Regions from separate parts of the Mus musculus genome. Here region 2 is linked to region 1. The links are chromatin contacts, called in public HiChIP or PLAC-seq maps. All regions are on one chromosome and are shown on one strand. Each heading gives the region's core, a stretch centred on a gene start, on an enhancer-like site or on the middle of the called end of the contact. The rest is flanking DNA. Distances are from core to core; before and after follow the strand shown. Region 1 has its middle 12 kb from the start of 4930453N24Rik. Region 2 has its middle 140 kb from the start of Pou1f1.

Evidence for each region. HiChIP or PLAC-seq counts read pairs in DNA pulled down with a chosen protein or histone mark.
Region 2: a contact with region 1 is called in a RAD21 HiChIP or PLAC-seq map of pro-B cells, with 4 times the contacts expected there. The contact joins two enhancer-like sites. A contact is called at or near these places in 2 of 15 datasets of contacts at CTCF or cohesin (large pre-B cells and pro-B cells), 3 of 484 Hi-C or Micro-C datasets (the G1E-ER4 cell line, adipose-derived mesenchymal stem cells and large pre-B cells), 3 of 115 datasets of contacts at active chromatin or transcription factors (bone marrow-derived dendritic cells, bone marrow-derived macrophages and large pre-B cells) and 2 of 9 other capture datasets (adipose tissue and embryonic stem cells).

Annotation. Positions count from the first base shown.
Region 1 is chr16:64,756,878-64,760,906 of GRCm38.p6, reverse strand. No RefSeq gene overlaps it. Among named protein-coding and RNA genes, the nearest start is that of 4930453N24Rik, 12 kb to the left of the region's middle. Within about 2 kb of position 2,731, at least 105 of the 459 cell types and tissues checked have an H3K27ac peak or open chromatin away from gene starts, as enhancers often do. A contact at or near this core is called in pro-B cells, where this site is marked.
Region 2 is chr16:65,376,149-65,380,668 of GRCm38.p6, reverse strand. No RefSeq gene overlaps it. Among named protein-coding and RNA genes, the nearest start is that of Pou1f1, 140 kb to the left of the region's middle. Within about 2 kb of position 2,203, at least 19 of the 459 cell types and tissues checked have an H3K27ac peak or open chromatin away from gene starts, as enhancers often do. A contact at or near this core is called in pro-B cells, where this site is marked.

The DNA.
Region 1 (4,029 bases), core at 1,482-3,981:
TGGTAACTCACAGCCATATTTAAGTACAGTTCCAGGGATCTGACTCCATCTTCTGGCCTGTGTACGTGGTACACATACATATAGGCAAAACATACAGGTAAAACAATAAAAATATATCTTTAAAAAATCACACTTTTACATATTTATGTCGTTAGTATTTGAAGTTTTGTTTGCAGTGAGTAATACCCAGAAAATGATAATGAAAAACTTTACTTTATACTAGAACCAGAAAGGGAAACATGTATTGTCTTTAGCATATTATTTAATCACTCTACACTCTGAAAGTGTTTTGCTAAACTGTTTTTTGTGCTTTTACATATATTTAAATATATTTGAGTTTTAAACTATAAAGTGGTAGGGTAGAAACCAAATGAAAAACTGTTGCAGGAAATTCTCTACTTCTGATGGGTTGACCTGAGATCTTTTGACTGACAGGGAAAGCCACCCAGGGGAGAGCATGTTTTAGTCACTCTGCTGGAGATTCATGTACTCACAGGGAGGACTGCAGTGTGACCTTCCCTATAAACCCTGGAACACAAGTGGTGGGAAACAACTTCAGAAAAACAATGTGTGTGCTATGCAAGAGATCCTGAAAGCAGTGTTTTCAAAGATCACAGACAAATGAGGACAGTGATGGCTATCTGAAGTGATTTTTGGCCCGAAATCCATTTATTATCAGTCAAAATCATACTACATGTTAACTAGCTTTATGATGCCATCAAAATTTCATATGATTGTTTTGTTTTCTTTAAAGAATCTTATTTATTCTTTGGCAATTTCATACATTGAAATTGTGTGGAAGCTTGACCATATCCACCCACTCTCCTTGCCTACTTCTCCCAGGTTCCTCCAGTATATGCTCACTGTCCTACCATGTCTCCCTCCCCACCGTTTGTAACTCTCAGTCCAGTTAAGGATGTCTGTTGCAGTGCCCACTGATCTGTTGGCTTGCTCTTACATAGGCAGCCGTAGGTGCAGTGAGTTCATGAGCACACCGGCCATGTCATGTCCCGATGATGACATGTCTCATCATTCTTCCACATCCTCCAGCTGCTTTATTTTTAAAGCACATTGACTTCACTGGTAAATTAATTTCAACAGGTAATTATTTTCTCGGGCACCATGCCAGGTAGATGAAACAAAATTTAGAAGCATCTTACAGAATTTTAGTAAGCCATAAGTTACTTGCTAGAAGTTTATTAGGGAAAGCAGAAACTATTGGAGCTGTTTTATCATCAAGAAAACAGTGAAGGCAAAAGAGGTAGCTCGGGAGTTCAGAGCTCTTGCTGCTACAACAGGATATGGATTCTTAGCACTCATGTTTCAGGAGACCTGATGTCCTCTTTTGGCTTCCATGACCACAGGACAGGCACATGACACAAATACACACATACACTAGTACACATACAAAGAAGCCTTTAGGACATAGCATTACTGAGAGCCAGTGTGGAAGAGCAGTCCTGACTTGTGTTCTTGAGGTCCTTCAAAATTTCCAACAACATTCCTGAGATGAGTCATTATTTGACATGAGTATGTTACACATGAGAATAAAAAGACTTAAATTTCCTGTTCCACTTTTCTTTGAGAACACAGAAGTATAGAAAACAAGACTATGTAAAAGGAAATATGTTTTAGTGTAGACTAAAATGGCCCATGGTCCCGTAGGACCATGACCTTTCTCTAATGATACAATGCAGGCTTCAGCAATCCTGAAGATGATAGGTAAATAAAACCAACCAGCACTTCCCTTTCTTAAAAGGGTGGGTAACTGCGGATATAGAAGGTCAGCATAGTGGCTCATTGTTGAAGTGAATAGAAGTAAATTTGGTTTTCTTGAGTTACAATGCTGGAGGAAAAACTAGGCAGGAAGTCATACTCCCGCCCCCCACTACCTGTTTATAGAGGGAAGGATCAGGGTAGAGACTGAACACATTTCTTTGGGGAAATATTTTGAGTATTACAAATATATTACAGAATATTTGGGGAAAATATTTAGTGAAGGATTTTCTCCACTCTTAGATACCTTGTGTAAGTGGCACATGAATGAACAAAGTGCTGTCTTGAAGAGCCGGTTATTTTAAGACTATGAGGTTATGTGGCTCTTGTACAAACAGTTCAGTTCTACAGAGCTGCTTATCTCTTCACCGTCATCTCGGTGGTTTGCCTACTGCAGAAACTGTTGGGGTTTATTTAAAACCACATCCAAATACTGTGGCTGTTAAGAAAGAGTACTCTCTGGAGCTAACTGACAGGCAGACTGAGAGACCATCTAAGGCTATCTATGGATAGATTTGTTTCTTTTCCTGTACATAGGTGACCATATTATTGAAAGAGACGGCCTGTAGTAAAAAATATTTACATAGATTGATTACTAAGAAAGCCAAACTTTATAGAGTTACCTGAGAAACCTGACTCCAGAAGACTTCCGAGAGGCCAGCAGTTTGTTATTTCAGGGCCGTTGGAGCGACTGACAGATCAGCCATGTTGCAGCAGCTTCTGCTGTCCATTGACTTCTTTTTATTAAATGTATTGTCTGGCTAGTTAGCTAATAATTTGACTACCTATCATGGCTGGAATCTTGGATTGAGTGAAAATGAGAAAGGAGGAGCCAGAGAGGTGGCTCAGTAGTTAAGAGCATTTGAGGCTCGTGTGAAGGACTAGAGTTTGGTTCCTAGCTTTCAAAATTGCCTACCACTGTAGCTCCAGGGAACCTGATATCTTCTTCTGGTCTCTTCACCATCATCTTGGTGTTTTGTGTACTGCAGAAACTGTTGGGGTTTATTTAAAACCACATTCTCTCTCTCTCTCTCTTTTAAAACCACATCCTCTCTCTCTCTCTCTCTCTCTCTCTCTCTCTCTCACACACACACACACACACACACACACACACACACACACACACACAGAGTGACAGAGAGACAGACACATGGACACACACACACCACTGAACACACAATAGTAGTTTGTTTTGGAACGTATATTGTCAGCGGCAGGACGGCATTCACTCTAGAAGCCTTCTTTGCATTCCAGGAATAACTGCCAACTCTTCAAGCCTTCAAAGGCCCATGAACTAGGCGTGTTTCCACTTGCTCAAGAGGCCTCTGGCCGCATGCACTCAGGTGTGGCACAACTAGTTAAAGGGTGTCACTTGATTACATCCCTTTCTGCAGCAGGGCATGCTGACTGAGTGAGCCAGAACTCTTCCTGCTTTCAGACCCTGGCCGTCCAATAAGCTGCTCCATACAGAAAGGAGGCTGTCTTCGTCAGGGTTTTACTGCTGTGAACAGATACCATGACCAAGGCAACTCTTTTGAGGACATTTAACTGGGGTTGGCTTACAGGTTCAGAGGTTCAGTCCATTATCATCAAGGCATGGTACAGGAAGAACTGAGAGTTGTACATCTTCATCTGAAGGCTGTTAGGAGAAGACTGGCATCCAGGCAGCTAGACTGAGGGTCTTAAGTCTATGCCCACAGAGACATACCTACTCTAGAACTGCCACTCCTCAACACGGTTGCCCGTGACATGAGCAGACCTGTACCTCTGACCTCAATGACTGAGCGAGAAAAAAGGGTTGAAGAAGCTTTACACCCAGCCCCCGTGTCCTCTTGTCTTAGTTTGCTTTAGCTCTTTTCCACCTTGACAGTCTGTGGGGTGTCTCAGGATTGTTCTCCAGCATCGCTCACTGTCAGACACTGGGCCTTCCCACAGCAGTCTCTGATGTGAGGACTGATGAAGTGGATGTCTCGAGTTCTGATCCTCCATCCAGGATGAGGGGCGCACAGACCGACTTCCACCACCAAATTTAAGGTTGCCAGAACAGATGTGTGTGTGTGTGTGTGTTCTATTTCCTGTTACTAGACCCTCCAGTCTGCTGTCACCAAGGCCAATTGTACTGTCCTGACTTGTTTCGTATTTGGGGCTTCGGGGTTTTCTTCCCAACAAAGACTAAGAATTGCAGTTTTACATTTTTTAAAAAGTTTATGTTTTGTTCTTTGAGCCTCCCCCCTACCCCCGAAAAGACAGGGT
Region 2 (4,520 bases), core at 954-3,453, 620 kb before region 1:
ACTGTTTAGCTTGAAAAACTATCCTTTTGCACACATTTTTTACTGCTGCAAGAACTACTAAGTGAACACAGATCCATTTATGCTCATTCCTTTTCCTTTTTCAGTAGTTTCTTCCTTTTTTAAAAAAATCATCAATATTTTAAAGACAAGAATATTTGGTAATATTCTCCCCATTTTTCCTGTTTGCTAGGCTAAAGCAACTTTAAATAGATTCCTATGAATCCTTTCTCTATCATTGCCTACTGGCATCTAGCCTTACTGAACATGACTGCCTAGGAGAAAACAGATCTTTATTCTCCCCCTTTCCAGATTCTACATCTATATTTCATTTTATTACTATCTCCGACTCTCCAAATGAAAGTTTTGATAGTCCTCTTCTGGCCTTACGTGGGCCAGCAGTATTTGTCCTTGGATCTGGATGCCACAGCACAGTGTTAACACAATAAATTCTCTTAATAAAGAACATTCATACGAAGATGAGATTCCGTCATTTTTGCTTTTCTTAAACAGCACCATTTCCCATCTGTTCTGAGTTTAGAGCCAAAGCCTGCTCAAGATAAATTTAATGTGTGTGGAGATGGATGTGGAGGAGTTCAAAGACCAGCCTGCTGGCTGAGTTGTCAAATAATAGAAACATCCGTAAATTCCTTCTTCTTTTAGCCCACCCTGAGGGGAAACAAATCAGAACAACAATAGCAAACTGTTAGAACTCCACACAGGACACAATAAAGGATGAATAATTCCATTCCAAGATCCCATCTTCTTGTCTTCTACTTTGTATCTCAGAGCAAGATGCAAGAACTAAGCATCCTTTCATTGCTTTCCAAGAAATAGCATCATCCATTTTCCCTAAGACCAGTAAAGATGTATTTGCACATCACTCTTACGCTCCAACTCCTTTAATGGTTATTCTCTAACACTAATTTGTGGGGTTTGTATCACTTTTTTTGTTCAAACCTCTTGAGCAAAATCAGGGGTTCCACTTAAAAGTAAGAATATTGCTCATTTTGCTGCTCTCGCCTCTTATTATGTTCAGGACATAAAATAGAAATTCTAGCACATCCTTCATCAATGGTCTTCTATTTTCCTGGTATGGATTCTCAATGGACACTCCTTCCCCATTGGCAGCAGAGAGATTTTCTCTGTACTATGGCTGCTGGTAAGTCCCAAGAGGGACTTCCAGATGGAGCAGCTTTTCTGAACCGTCCATGCACCAATGAGCCCAGTAAAGGCTCAAAACCTGGGCTGGGAGAGCATCTTTTGTTTGTCCTCTCAAAGCCTGCTTTATCTGTGGTGAATAGATGTTGTGTTTCACTTCCCAAGGAAAAATAACACAACTGCCAATTATGTCATACTGAGATAAACTTAACTAGGTCACAATGCACTGTCTGTTTTAAATATAAATAGATTTGGTTTCAAATATTTTGCCTCACTGAATGCCCATAAGTAAAATCAGTGACTTTTCTTCCATATGATCCGTCCCTGACAGCTGTTGTGTTTGCTCAGCCCCATCGCTTTTTATACCCTGGAAGAACTTATTTGAGATTAGACTTTTTTTTTTTCATTTTGGAGTTAAATTTATTAATTATGACATCTTCCAGAATTTTTTCTCTTTTGATTTTATAGTGCTTATGAAGTTGTTTTTTTCTAGTTTTCTCTGATGTTCTGAAAAACTGTAACGTTCTGTATGGTCAGGTATTCCATTGCCTGTGACCAGTGCTTTAGCAGGGGTCTGGAACCTGAGGACAGACATATTGGAAAGACTAAAGACATTGACCACCTGTTGACTATCAATCCAGTTGCCCAAAATATCTTGAACTATTGTTATTTATACAATCTCAAGCCTACTCACCTGAGCAGTGAAATAATTGGCTATTTTATTTAAAGAATCATAATGTCAGTATACATAAGCCTTATCATTACAAAAGCCCCCTTCCTCCTTTCCCTCTCCCTCTGGGTCAGTCACACAAATACCCTCAACCATACTCTGCAACTAAAATTTAACATTAGTTTCCCCCACCCCCAGTCACAATAGCAGTTCTCTGTCACAATACCTTTTATCACTGCAGGCAGAGACATGTTCATGTACCAAGCAACTTTTCCTGATATGCATCCACTAATTCCTGATTAAGTCTCTGTTGATCAGATACAACTTCCCCATTTTATAGGTCGCTGTTGATCAGACCCAGCTTCCTGAAACAGTTATGTGAGCCAGGACCGTTGTTCTCCACACTGTGACCAGCTTACTCAGTGTGACTGTAGCTGTGCCTCTAGGGACATAAGTATGTTTCCCAAATTACCCAGGATTAACTGTCACATCTGGAGGATGAGTAGGGTTAGAGAGAGGAGAGGAGGGTTTCACTCCTTGAATGAGTCCGAAGAAGAACATAGAATTCATTCACAGGTCTTTGCCAAGTGGGAAGGGGTTTCTATGGGCCTTGCTGTGTGAAGTCACCAGTGAAACACTCATAGGCCTTTCAAATTCAATCAGTTTCCATTTCTCATCTAATCTCAGCAGGCAGCATCTTCGGAGTCAGAGGGCTTTAGCCTTAACTTTGTTCAACTGTGATACTTTGTTATCTGCTTTCCACAGTTCCACCAGCTTAATTATCATTTTCAAATCTTATTAAGTTTGCTGATATTGTATCTTATTTTCTTTCACTAATTAACTATGTAAATTTAATTCTTTTGCCTTTTTACTAAATTTGGCATTAGTCTTTTGCCATTTTTATATTTAGCTAATTAACTTTCAAGTTTTGGTATTTTTAATAGTTATAAGTTGTGTCCTAAAATTGCTTTAGCCTATATCACACAGCATGTATATATACATATATATATATATATATATATGTATGTGTATATGATGTATATGTATATATCATGTACATATACACATGTATATACATATACATACTTTGTTATGTATATTATATATAATAATCCAATTTTAAGTGTTTTCTGGTATCTACTTTAGGAATTTGCCTCTTTCTCATTTTACTTAACCGTGTTCTTTAATTTCCAAATAGATTGTTCTTTTTTCCGTTTTTACTATCTATATCTGACTTGATTTTTTGTAACTGGTAAACATGAGTTATATGCTACCAATCTTTTGGAATTTATTGAAACTCACCCATAGTTCAGCATGTGGTTGATTTGTATGAAGGACATTTTCCTAGCTTAAGATAATATGCACCTACAGGTTAAGGTGGTGTCTCGACATAAGTTAGTTGTCAAAGATTAATGAATCATCTGAGCATAAACTCATTATTAATTTTTAAACCTCTTCCTCTTTTGATCAGTCACTCTTCCTCTATCTTATTCTATTTAACAAACACCCAAGAAATATTCTTGAATATCCCTAAAAATGATAAATAGGGAAGTCACTAAAAGTAAAATGTGAGTTATTAGAGATTTTAATGTCACGTCATGCTTGAAGAAAGTTAAACAGATTAAGGAAAACACCAACAACATTGATGGAAAGCTCTAATGAATTTATTAATATCATTAAGTCTTAATGCATCAACACAGCATGTTTAGCATCTTTGTATGCAAGGCATTAAAATCAAGACTAGACTTACATCTACTAAAATTCTAGAGGAATGAATGCAGAAATAAACATTTGGTAGAATATAGGATTTGAAATAATGTTCTAAACTAATGGGACTAACCAAAGTCCAATGGTTGTGGCCAGATTGAAGACAAATGCCCCTGCAGTGGGTGGTGGTGTGTGAAAGCATGCACAACACTGTGATGGGGAGATGTGGAAAGAGAATCTGTGTTATAATAATAAGAGGGCCAGAAAGAGAGTTTGTTCCAAGGAGGAGGGACATTTTCTCTGGAGTATAGAGCTTGCCCTGTTCTGCATTGCCATTTTATTTTAAGAGGTGAGGATTGCTATGATTTAGCATGCAACTTCCCACTCAGATACCCATATGGTGAATCCCAGCCTCAGCACCTCAGAATGTGACCACATTGGGAGACAGGACTTTTAAAATGGTCAACTAAAATGAATCTATGGAGGTAGACTGTAATGAAATCTGGCTGGAGTACTCCCAGTAAAAGGAGACTGAGTTACAGAGAAGGGTAACAAGCTTTGATGGGGGAAGCCCCTCTGAAGATCTGAAGCTGCAAGGGTCAAGGTTTTACTAGATACAAAAAACCATGATGAGTGTCTCTTCAAGAGCTTCTATCTCCAACAAATGATAAAACAAACTTCTAGGGTTGAAACCACCTTGAAAATGAGAGTCTTTTTTATAGTAGTCTTATCAGGACAAATACAGGAATGTCATGAAGAAATAAATAAAGGTACCAGCCTCTCTCTGAAAACCTTCAGTAGTCTTTTTTTTTTCAGTCCAATGTGTTTTTTATTTCCGACAACATTTCTTTTTTTTAATTAATTTATTTTTTTACACTCCATACTTTATCCCCCCCTCAATCTACCCTCTGACTGTTCCACATCCCATACCTCCTCCCTACCCACCTGTCTCCACGTGAATGCCCCCGCTCACCTGACCTCTAAA